Linked DNA regions of Zea mays: region 1 is linked to region 2. The links are chromatin contacts, called in public Hi-C maps. All regions are on one chromosome and are shown on one strand. The core of a region is the stretch at or near the end of the contact, and the rest is flanking DNA. Distances in the headings are between cores, read along the strand shown.

What was found. Hi-C and Micro-C count contacts between places; a contact is called where the count stands out from the background.
Region 1: a contact with region 2 is called in a Hi-C map of ear, with 5 times the contacts expected there. The contact joins the promoter of LOC100381607 here to the promoter of LOC103651852 in region 2. A contact is called at or near these places in 3 of 25 Hi-C or Micro-C datasets (ear, leaf and tassel).

What each region holds. Positions count from the first base shown.
Region 1 is chr3:30,949,240-30,955,363 of Zm-B73-REFERENCE-NAM-5.0, forward strand. It overlaps LOC100381607 (Os12g0638500-like protein), which reads left to right and starts at 2,773. Exons shown (of 1, transcript NM_001320896.1): 1 at 2,773-5,738. The coding sequence starts at 2,882. The coding sequence ends at 5,620.
Region 2 is chr3:30,668,657-30,675,132 of Zm-B73-REFERENCE-NAM-5.0, forward strand. It overlaps LOC103651852 (serine/threonine-protein kinase ATM), which reads right to left and starts at 4,000. Exons shown (of 77, transcript XM_020550155.1): 1 at 3,784-4,000; 2 at 3,588-3,702; 3 at 3,259-3,402; 4 at 2,531-2,692; 5 at 2,258-2,453; 6 at 1,729-1,885; 7 at 1,492-1,622; 8 at 1,334-1,421; 9 at 1,075-1,178; 10 at 306-404. The coding sequence starts at 3,861. It also overlaps the pseudogene LOC103651853.

The DNA of each region.
Region 1 (6,124 bases), core at 1,523-4,022, 280 kb after region 2:
TTCTACGTGAGGCGAATTATTAACGTGCACAGAAGCGCACGATGATGCGTGCGAACGGCACGCGCAACGCGCGCGAACGGCACGCGACGATTTAATGCGTGATGCGCGGGCGATGGCGAGCGACACGAATGCACACGAGAGGGGGGGGTATACGAGGGGTAGACGGGCGGTAGACGAGCGTGGACGGAGTCCCGTCAACGCACTGCGCGTAAGCGAACTCGAGTGCGTGCACTAATTGCACGACGCGGCTTCGAGAGCACGGCGAGGCGCTGCACACGCGCGATTTGACGTGCACGACATGGCTAACAGCGAGCCTGAGGCGCGGCGACGGTGGACGAACGGTCGGGGCGGGTTGCAGGGGCGTCGACGGGGTCGGGCTCGGCGGTTTGGCCACCATAGCTAGCCATGGCGCCCACGGCCGATCGGGCACTGGGTGCTGGACGCGCGGCGGCTCACTGGCTTGGGCTGTGCTAGCAGCGCGCCGGTGGTTAGGGGCATGGGGACGGGGCTGAGCGTGTCGAGCGCGCAGCTACTCGGCCGCGGCGCGCAGGGGCGAAGCTTCGCCGGCGAATGGGAGGACGCGGCTGCCGCAGCGCTAGGCGCCGACGCCCTGCTCTGGGAGAATACGGACATGGGAGGAGGGACGAGGGCGTCTGGGCCGGCTCAACCGAGCCCCGGCCATGGCGAGCGAGCGGCGAGGAGGAGAGCGGTGGAGAGAAGAAAGGGGGGACGAGCTCACCTCGGCGAAGCACAACGAGGCGCTGCGCACGCAAGTTCGGCGACCTGCACGGCGACGGCGGCGGCGCTCCGGGCGGGGCGCGGCTCCGACGGCGGCAATGGCGAGGCGGAGAGCGAGGTCGAGGCGAGGAGAGGCGGTAGTGGGCGAGAAACTACGCAAGAATCACGGGCGGTTCAGTTTTGGAGGCGTCGTGGGCGGAAAAAACTGCGCAGAGCCGTTCGGGGAAGATGTACAGTGGAGAGCGCTCCCTGACGCGCGGGCCCGGCTGAGCAGTGGCGGCGGCGGGCGCTGGGCGTCCACGCGCGTTCGCGTGGGCCGGCGCGGGGCAAAGGCGAGGCGGGCGCGCTGGCGCGGAGCTGGGCCGAGCGGCGGACGCGCGCTGGGCCGCCTCGCGCAGGCCCAAGAAGGGAGGAGGTGGCGCTGGGCCGAGCGGGGAGGGGGGGAAGAGGGGGGGAGAAAGGGGCGGGGTGGGCCGGCCGAATGGGCCAGGGAAGGGGAGGGCCTGATTTCCTTCTCTTTTTCTTTCACTTTTTCTTTCTCTTTTTCCTATTATTTCAGTTTGACATCATGTGAAAATCCTTGATTAAATGAAAGATCAAGTAAACCATTCATCAAACAAAAATAAATACCTTCCAACATGATGCAACAACCATTGTTCCCTTAGGGTTTTTATTAAAACCTGAACTTGGTGGATATTATAGAAGAGATTTTTATACCCCTAGATTCCAGGTGTTACAAACCTATCCCCCTTAAAAGAATCTCGCCCCGAGATTCAAGGTTGGTCAGCAAAGAGTTCAGGGTATTTGGCTTTCAGATCATCTTCTCGTTCCCAGGTTGCTTCTTCCTCAGAGTGGTGACCCCATCTGACTTTGCACATTCTGATGGTGTTCCTCCGGGTGACTCTGTCTGCAAACTCCAGAATCTGCGTTGGCTTCTCTATGTATGTCAGATCCTCTTGGACTTCCAAATCCTCCACTGGCAACTGTTCTTCTGGTACTCACAGACACTTCTTCAATTGCGACACGTGGAACATATTGTGCACTACCGACAGACTTTCTGGTAGGTTGAGCTGGTAGGCCACTTCTCCACGCTTTGCTTGAATCTGATATGGTCCAACGTACCGGGGTGCTAACTTGCCCTTGACTCCGAGCCTTCTGACTCCTCTGATAGGCGACACCTTCAAATAGACGTAATCTCCCACTTCAAAACTCAGTTATCTTCTTCTTCTGTCAGCATAGCTTTGCTGATTTGATTGTGCTATCTTCAGATTCTCCCGAACCATTTTGATATTCTCTTCGGCTTCAAGCAAAATGTCGGGGCCAAACACCTGTCTCTCTCCAGGCTGGTCTAAATGCAGCGGAGTCCTACAACTCCGTCCATAGAGCGCTTGAAACAGTGACATCTTCAAGCTGGCCTGGTAACTATTGTTGTAGGAGAATTCTGCATAAGGTAACCTTTTGTCCCATCCTGACTTGTCTTGCAACGCACAGGCTCTCAACATATCTTCTAGGATCTGATTAGTTCTTTCAGTCTGACCGTCTGTCTGCGGGTGATAAGCCGAGCTGAAGTTCAAATGCGTGCCCAAGGCTTCTTGCCTATTTTCCACTTATCAGAGCATCTTCAAAAGACTCTTTATTTTTTACTCTCTATTTGACTTTTTATTTGTCACTCTATAAAGATTAAATCTAAATATAACATCTCATTACAACAGACTCTTCAACATGTAAGTTAGTTTGGCTAGCGAAATTTGCTAGCCAAATTTAGCTAGTGAGGGAGTCAATTTAGAGAGTCGGATATCTTGTTGAGTTAAATGGCTAGCCTGTTGGAGAACTATTTTACAATTAAGTAACTAAAATTTAGCTTGATAAGCTATTTAACTAATATCTTGAATGAAGATGCTCTCACTCGATCATGTATTGATGTCAGTGCGGTTCAGTCCGGACGCGCCGCTCACACGGTCACACCACCGCCGCCGCCAGGAGCAGTTAGGCTTTTCGAGGAGCTGCGGCTCGCTCCGCTCCTACTTTCCAATCGAATCCGGTCCGCTCTCTTCCATCACGTTCCCTATCTCCCCGACCCCGGCCCACCGAACTTCACGCCACTCGCGCCGCCCCATCGCCACCCCCATTCCTCATCGCAGCGATGGAGGGCAAAACACTAACCCCTGAGGCGGACACGGCCTCCGCGCCCCAAACCCTAGCCGCCGGGGAGCTCGTCTGGGCGAAGCCCTCCCAGCCCCGCCAGCACTGCTGGTGGCCCGCGCGCATGCTCTCCGCGTGCCCCGCCTCCGCCGTCCGCGACGCCCAAGTCTCCTACTTCAGCGACCCCGCCGCCTCCGGCGCGCCGTCCGCCCCTCCTGCGCAAGTCCGGCGCTTCGCCGATGCCGACGCTGACATGATGGCTTGCGGCAGCACCGCGCGCGGATTCTTCGGGGCCGTCGCGGAGGCCCAGGCGCGTGCCGTCGCGGCCCTGCGCCTCCAGCTCACCTGCGCCTGCGTCCCGCCCCCGCCGCCCGGAGAGGATAGCAGCGTCACCGGAGTCGCCAACCTGGCGCCCGCCGAGTTCCTGGCGGCGCTCCGTGAGGCCGCATTGGACATCTCCTCTGTCGGCCTATTGGACCGCGCCAGGCTCAAGAGCTGGGTCTTCGCGGTCGGGGAGGGGTGGGGTCCACATGGCGCCCAGCACTACCTGCGGCGCCCGCTGGACGACCTTGTGGACAAGATCGATCTTGATGTGCCTGCTGGCGAAGACATAGATGCTGATGATTGGCTTGCCGAGGACCAGCACAAAGCATTGGAGAGGCTGGAGGAGACACCCATGCAGAAGAAGCGCTGTGTCACCAAAGTGATGGACAAACTGGATACAAGCAAGAATGAGGGCAAGATTGGCAGCCCTGAACATGTAACCTCAGGAAAGCGAGTGCGGAAGAGGAGTAAGTACCTGTCGCCACCATACACTAACTTGGGTGTGGTTGACAAGATTATCAAACAGGCTGATCTGCCAAAGGCATTGGTTCCCAAAGCTGCTGCTGATGGCAGCAACGTGTCACCATTGCCAGGCAGCATTGTTGTGGAAGATGTCTTGCTGCTGGTGCGAGGCTTAGGGAAGGTTCCCAAGCATAGGGACGATTTTCCAAAGGATGCTGAGGAATTTCTCCGTTTGTTTAGAAGCACAACATTTGTTCACGGTGCTGACTATAAGTCTTGTAAGGCACATGAATGTCCACTCATGCATGGCTCTAGAAATGTTGACATGGACATTGCTGTGGGTCTAATCTCTGATTCACATGCTGTTCTGAAACAAGCCAGTTGTGTGTCAAAGAGGGGCAGGAAAAAGGATGAAACTGGGAGTGGTGGCTCTTCCATCAAGAGGAAGAAGCGAGAGAATACCTCTTCTGCTGCTACAATTAGCACTAGTATACCAATCACTCCTGCTATTCCTATCAGGCAAGTGAAAGAAGAAGATATGAGAACCCTAATGAAGGCGGGAAGTGGTCCAAGGGGCATAGAAGTAGATGTTCAGAACGAGAAGGGCAAACCATCACCTTTGGAAGTTCCTATTTCAGCTGCAGATCCTGAAGTAGTGGAATCAGGACATGAAGAGGCCCAAGCAAATGTTCTGGCTGTGGGCAATATGTTTCCTGAACAATCCGCAGAAGAAAATGATGCGGCTAACTTGGAAGCAACAAGGTCAGAAACGAATGTGCAGAATGTTACTGTAGATGTGTCTATCAGAAGTGTTCAGACAGAAGCAATGGAATTGCAATCTAATAATCCCATAGATGTGAGTGCGCAAAGTGTTGTTGTGGATGTTCCTATTGGAAGTGTTTCTAAGGAAGCAACAGAGCCAGAAACTAGTGTACACAAGGATAAGAATGTGCAAAGTGATGTTTCAGATGTGCCTGACAGAATTGTTTCTAAGGAACCAACAGAGTTGGAAACTGATAATCGCATAAATGAGAATGTACAGAGTGTTGCTGATATGTCTGACAGAAGTGTTTTAAAGGAAGCAACAATGCCTGATGCTGACATTCGCATATATGAAAATCTGCAAAGTGCTGCAAATTTGCCTGCCAGCAGTGGGCTCTCTCCTATGCGTGAAGACATGTCTCAGCCTGTAGATGGAAATGAAGAGCCTGGGGATGTAGAAGTTTGCACAGTCCAGCGATCTTATGCGTCTCTGCAAGCTAACCTGCCAGAAATGCTTAAGAAAGTTAAAACTAATGGAACAGATATAATCGGTGTGAATCATACACTCAACGATGAGTGTCAAAAGAATGGACAACCTGTCAAGAAAGTGAAGCTACCTGCAGAAGTGGCAAATCATTCCTGTGGTGAAGGTACCAATGGCACTTGGCTGGACCCTGCTAACCTTACTCCTACGAAAAAGAAGAAACCTGCACAGCACTTCAGCAATCCGGCAGCCGTTATTGTGGAATTTGTACCTGGTGCCACTGTTCCTTCCAGAGAGGAGCTACTCTCCACATTTGGCAAGCACGGCTACTTGATCGAGTCTCAGACTGATATTTCAGAAGCTACCCGCAGTGCTTGTGTTGTGTTTGGGAAAAGCATTGAAGCCGAGGAGGCGTACAAGAACGGTTGTCAGTACCTTCTTGGTCAGTTTGGGCCTCCGTTTGCTACGCTAAGGCTTGATTTCTCTCCCGTCAAGTTGACTGTGCCTTCACCGTCTCTTGCTTCAAAGCCTCCACTCCGAGATATTAGGAAGAACCTTGAGGATATGATTTCAGCCCGTCGTTCGGCTCTGGCAACCTCATCAGATGGGCAGCTGAATCCTGTTCCAGATAAGCTTCTGGGGGAGATGCAGGGCCTTTTGGCAAACGTTGACAGGATGCTTACTAGGCCGCCTGAGAATGCTCCTTAGCTCTGCCAATCTGAAGGATTATGGCTGTAACCTATTGGTAGTTAGACAACTTTGGTGGTTCTGTTAGTTGTAGCTTTTGCATCTAACTTTATGATGAACTACATCGTTTACCCAGTTCAGCAGCTGCGATTTGGAATTCCTGTGAATGGTAGGGGCTTATTGTGTCACTGCTTCGTGTACTATATATGCCAATAAGGTCGCAGCTTCTTTTAGTGCCTTGATTTTGTGTTATGTTAATAGTATGTCATTGCCTTGATTTTGTGTTATGTTAATAGTATGTCATTGCCATTATCAGAGGTATTGGAGTTTGCATCGGAATAAAAAAATGTTTGAAACATTGCAGTCGTTGGTCTTGGTGAATTGTTCGAATGTGACGCTAGTATCCATTGAAGTACTAGCATCTGATATGAACAAAAAAACGACCCTTTTCGTCAATGCTTGTGTTGAGTAGTACTCCACGTAACAGTTTGAGCACTTCAGTAGTATTTTCATCGTTTCGGACAG
Region 2 (6,476 bases), core at 2,750-5,249:
AACATTGATACCCACCATGTGATTTGTTTTACCTTATTGTCGTATCGCTGTTAAGCACAATTACAATATGATATTCAGATCGACATTAACTATGTATTCCAAAAGTTGAAGTACCAATGATTACTGAACTAAGGGACAAAAGCTAAATGTGTATTGTGTACACTATATTTCTGAAACCATAAAATATAACAACAGAAGTACTTGACAAGGAGGCATCAGACAACGGGAACCAAAGTAGGCATTCCATTTACCTTCTTTAGGAAATCATTGCATAAAAAAACTAAGAAATAGAAATGTAGAATTACCTTCTCAAAGCTTTGCAACTTGCTTCAAACCAACTAATTAGCAAAGATTTCTCTAGATGATATCCATACTTGTGAATCAGAAAACAAACAGAACCACTCCTGTGGGAGAAAAGAAGTGTAAAGAGAAGCTAATAGCGTGTGCATAAAATGGAAAAGTTGTGAACTCTCACTACTTCTGCACCAAAAATGTTATTGATAGTAAGTTCTACTAGATAAAAATCAATGTAACAGTAAGGTTATCAATTGTGGGGTCATCAAATCAAAATAATAGAACAAATGGAGCAAGAGACAGCAGTTTGATGCAAGGGTGTTTATGGGATGATGAAAGATGCCCCAAATACTGAATATCAGGCTCCCAACATGTATTAAAGTATAATAGCGCCCAAGATTTAACTCAGGGGGGTTTGGGCAGCAACACATGGAAATAGTAAGACTTTACAGAAGACAGGAGATTTTTTTCAGGGAAGAGACTGGAATGAGCTTTCTGAGGGAATAATATCACATTTGGCTTATACAGATACATGTAAGGAAACTGCATACTCTTGTCAGAAGAAGCTATAGTCACCAGTCACCACACAAACTAGGAAGCATCATTTAAAGGCATGGAGAAGTACAGGAAAAAGGGCACAGATTAATAACAGGTGACTCTGGGGGCAATGTACTTATCAGTCATACCTCGGAAGAGGATTTCAAACCTGGGACAAGTGTAGAGTTGTCATAAATGACCAGATAATTAACTTACCAAGAGCATTATGTATAATTAACTTACCAAAACAAAGATCCTCTAAAAAGGCCATCAACGATAAGGTTCATAATGTGTTCTTTCTTCATCCTTTTCTCCCTGTTTGCTGTCTTTGTTGTGCATTTGCAGGCCTAAATGTTTGTAAAGTTATTTGTAACGGAGCAAGGATATATTGCATTGAGTAAAAGATCGGCAAATCTAATTAGTGAGTGCTTGCATGGCTATGCATGCAATGGGGGAGGAGGGGGTATGTTGTGTAATAGGCAGGTGAGTAGGATCCAAATACCAGATAAAAAACAGTAGCAGAGAGATCCATCCATTCCTCTTGGAAACACCTTAAGGACACAGCTTTCTCATCTCTTGGTGCCTCACACCTGCAATAATTGAATTCATCAGTTAAGAACTAAAAACATAAAATACTTTAAATAACAACAGTTGCATTACCATAGAAGTCCAGGTCCAGTGTTAACATTTTTGTCTAGTTCCTTAATGATGACATCAATAAGTTTTTCCAAAATCTCTGGAATATTCCTGGCAATCTTCAGCTGAACTTTCACGTAGGTTATGAACAAACTCTGGAAGCAAAAACGTATTTCAAATATGTACCGAAAAATGCAATTGAGTTTTTGTAATCAAAACAAAGATATAAAGTTACAAAACTGCAAGTCAGATCACCAGAACCTTCAAGGCCTGATCATGAGTTGTCATCCAACAACGGAATATAAACTCTTGAACTGCATTATGGATCTTCACAGATTTGTATCCCAGATTTGGCCCATCCTTCAGTAAAAAGGTGTTAATGCATTCCATAAGTTTGCGAGTCAGCTTTCCCTCCTCCCTGATTTTACAGAATCGATTTATCAATTTCATATCATATTATTTGCCATTAGATGACCAGTCTACAATGCACATCTTTGACTATAACCTTTTCTATATATATATATATATATATATATCACCAGGAACTTAAATAAAATATTATAATTTAAATAGCTTTTTATGATAAAGTTGTCAATCTAATTCTCATTGGCAAATCTAAGTGATTTTAAATACAATGATGGTCAAAGTTATAAAAATTACACTGCAGCCATTCTAAAACAAAAACCTACTTTCGACCAGAGATGGGAATTCACAACTCAGTGAAGTTAAAAGGAGATAATAAAGTCAAGGGATCTGAAAGCGACACAAGAACATGGGCCAGAGTACTTGCCTAATATGTAAGAAGATTGCACTAAATCCATTAAGAACCTCCTCCCGCATAATATCAGGGTAATCACTTGGTGGGTTTTCAAGTAGAACATGAAGTGTCAATGTACAGCGGAAGGATTCATCCTTGGAGCTCGCCTGATTGCTGAATTTTGCATCAAAAGCACTAGCAACCTTCTTCATGTAGAGTGATACAAAATCTGAGGAGAATGCATGGAAATTAAAATAAATGGGTGCTACAATATGATAATACATCACCTCTGATGACAAAACTCACTGCTATATGTTCGAGGTTTCATCTGATAGCGGTACTCCTTCACATTTAGAAGCTGTCTAAGGATTATGCTGTACTCTAACTGAAGGCTAGGGCCATCTTTTATGACCTCCCAAATATGAACAAAAAGTTGCTTAGCAACTGAGAGCAAATGTAGTGAATGCCCTGCAAAGACAGGTACCACTTCTGTAATGTCATGCAGAGTATATTCCACTTCAAAGCAACTGAAAAATTGATTGTGCACACATCAGGAATCTGGGTAAAAAAGAAACATGTTGCTAGAAAGTGAGAATATATACCAGAGTGCTGAATCACACAAACCCAACAAATGCCGAAGACTATGAAATTGCCATCATTATAAGACCAGGCAAGGATCAGTGTTAGCAAAAATATACATTGGAACATCTCAAGGCAACTCCGTCAAATACTATACAGGATCCAATACTGTCAAAATCACTTGTAATTTGCGCAAAAATCAACTACGCTGTTAGATGATAAAACAATTTAAAGCTACATGCTATTTGAAACTTCACATGAGCAAGCAGATGTGAACAAAATAAATATCAGAATGTATTAACAACTAGCAGTACTCAGATACACACGTCTCAGATTATCATCAAAAGTTGGGCTGGTTGAAGTTCAATCAATCACAGTACAGCACAGCATAGCACACAAGACAACAGCAAACTGATTACTGGTCAATACGAAAAGTCATCCGAATCAGAGCCAACCTGATAACTTGACATCTTCGGCACACTGGACAGCAACGCGGAACATCCGGGCGGCAGCGCTCTTGGTGGCGCCACGCTTCTTACCCGAGATGTCCTCCTTGACGCAGTTGAGGAGCGCCAGGACGAGGAGTGGCCACGTGGTGGCTGCAAACAAATAGCATCAGCGCCATCAATAACAAAAAACGTGAAACCATCAGCCAATGATGTGAGATGTGACTTGTAAATGAAACCATCAGCCAATGATGGGAGATGTGAGGGGCAAGGGAAATGCATGCGAGAGGAGTAAGGGAGATGCATGTGGGAGGGGTATGGGAAATGCACGAACTGACCTCCGGTAAGGTTCCCGTGGCCGGGCTTGAACCTGACGGTGTTGCGGCCGAGGAGGCGGCAGAAGGACGCAGCGCGGTCACCCTGCAGCCATGTCCCCAGCAGCTTCACCCCCTCCTGCGGTGCAAGAAGGAATTGGTCGGGAAGGAAGCAGGCAGCAATGCTTGCTTGTCTCTGAGTGATAAAAGGGGTTCTCACGTCGCGGACTCTGGCCCGATCAGACTGAAGCTTCTGGACGACCTCCTCCACGTCGCGCGCAGTGGCCACGGCCGCCATCGGTATGGGAATCGGAGCTAGGGTTTCGGCTGGGAGGCCGCGGCGGGGGGCGAGCGCATCAGGGAAGCCGCGCGGCGAGAGGCGGAGGGGACGAGGCCCGAGGGGTTTGTGGGGGCTTTTGGGAACGTGTGGAGAAACTACCGAGAAAAGGCATGACGAAACTACCAAATATAATAACATAGTATATGAGTGTCCGTGCGTTGTAACGGAAACATATAATAACATGATAACTTATATATAAAATATGTCTTATATTATTATAAAAAAATGTTTCATAATCCCTCTGTTTAGCCAAGTCTTTTTTTATGAAAAGACAAAACCGACGGTGAATTACCTCCTGAGAAGTTAATTTGTCCAGATGCATTATAATTGAACGAAGTGAATTCCCATGTGCAGCAACCATCACATGTTTTCCAGCCACAAGTTGTGGAACAATCTATTACGGAAAAATTACTATATGTCAAATCGAGCTAGAAAAACTGCTTTTTTAGAGTCGAACATAAATAAAAAATTCAGGTTATAAATTTGATATGAGCTAGCACAATAGAAAGAAAACTAAGCACATGCATTTCTGCATCCCATAGTAGAGGAATTCATCGATTCAAGAATAACCTTTAGCATGCATACTAATACTGTAGCAAGACCAATAACCCAAGTAAAAAGTGTATCTTCCAATTAGTGTAAAGTGGCCTTGCCACATGTACCTGATCTTTGAAATAAGCAACAGCTCTCTCAGCACACTTCTCTAGACTTTCTCCATTTGGCGGAGGAATATCATAACTGTTGCGCCACTCATGAACTTGTTCTTTGCCAAATCGATCTGCAGTTTCTTGCTTATTAAGGCCTTGTAGCTCACCATACCTAGAAATGTCAAGGAATATTTAAAGAGAAGCACAGTCAAACAACTATTATAATCGTATACTCCCTTTGTCCCAAATTAAAATTGGTCTTAGTAAATTAATAGATTCATATAATACTTGATGTATATGTTTTATATATGTGTCTAGAATCTAGATTTATCATCATCTATTTGAATATAGACATAAAAATCAAGAGCTAAAATTAATACTATTTTGAGACAGAGGGAGTAATTAGCAAATCAAAAGTATGGAGAAAGTATTACATTCGTTCATTCAATTGCCAAGTTGTGATGACAGGAATGGAGTGTTTCATTGTCTCCTCACTGTATATCTGACTCCACCTGTGAGCTTGTTCACTCTAATTATGCGTGATAACTGGGATCTATAAATACATATATCACCAGCAAAGCATGATTTCTCCGGCAAGTTAATACACATGCTAGAAGAAATTACTGGAATTTCAAAGGAAAGACACAAACCTTCTTGCGCAGATGCTGCATCATGGCAAGCATTGCAGTCATCTGAGCACGAATCAGTGATGAAATATATATCACATCGATTGGGATATTGCATATCCTTTTACCTGCCTCAATGGCCTCCTCAACACCCTTCGGTGTCAGGGGTACATCGGCGCAGCCAGTAAACAGATTTTTCTCGTTCCACAGGGATTCACCATGCCGAATCAATATAAGAGCGCTTTCACCTACAACGACACAGAGATAACAGATTAGCAGATCTTATTATATGCCCCCAAATTCTAAGAAGCCCAAAGTTAAATGTGTCAAATGGACAGTTTTCTCAAATTAAAAACAAATAACCACCATAGGAGGTCGTTAAAATTACTTGATTTCTTTGGGGTGTGGCCGCTGTTGCCATCGGATGGTAGGTGCCTCGGCTCCATGACAGAAGACTGCGAGCTCGAGGCCCACATCAAACCCAGTTTTTTGCTGCCTGAACCACATCTTCCTTTTAGATAAACCAGGCGAGCATTGCCCGTCCTCTTTCCGAATCTAGAGTTCTTCGCACTGCACCAGTGGGATTGCGAAAATGCTAGCGCGTGGTGAGAGATAGCCCCAGCCATTCTAATCCAAGAAAAAGAAAAGCAGTTAGTAACTGGTTCTACTGGTAATGAGTTCTAGGAAGAGGCTGAACAATTATTCGCTCGCTAACTTTATAATTGAACATGCTCAATTCGACCATTTAGCCATAGAGCAAAACTGATCCAAGAAACCAACATAAGATTGATGAACTCTTCTAGTGAAAACATTCCTCCCTTTATTCCACAAAATGGCAGAGCAGTAAAATGGAATACATGACCAACAAAAATGAACAAGTCCTCAACGAAGCGCACCTCAAGAACTCAGCAATGCGCGGCACCAGGGAGATGGAGTTGGTTACCGCTCTTATAGCGCTGGGGACCGCGGCGGGGTGGGGGTGGGCGGACGGGCGTGCGTGTCGTCGAGGTTGGGGCTTGGGCGGCGAGGAAGGCCGTGCGAGGCGACCAAGGAAGGCGGCGGTAGATAGTAGAGATCGGGGCTACGGATAGGCGGTGGCGGATTGGTGATGGCGCGTGCGCGGCGAGCAGTCGAGGTGCACGGATCATGCGGATGTGGCGGTTTGTGCGGGCGAGGGGAACAGAGCGTTTGCGAGCGCGGAGGGGAGGTCGGCGGGATGCGCGGTGAACAGGCGGGCGTGCGGGGATGGCCGTTGCGGTAGCGGAGGTCGTGCGGCGGGATGCGCGGGGAACAGGCGGGC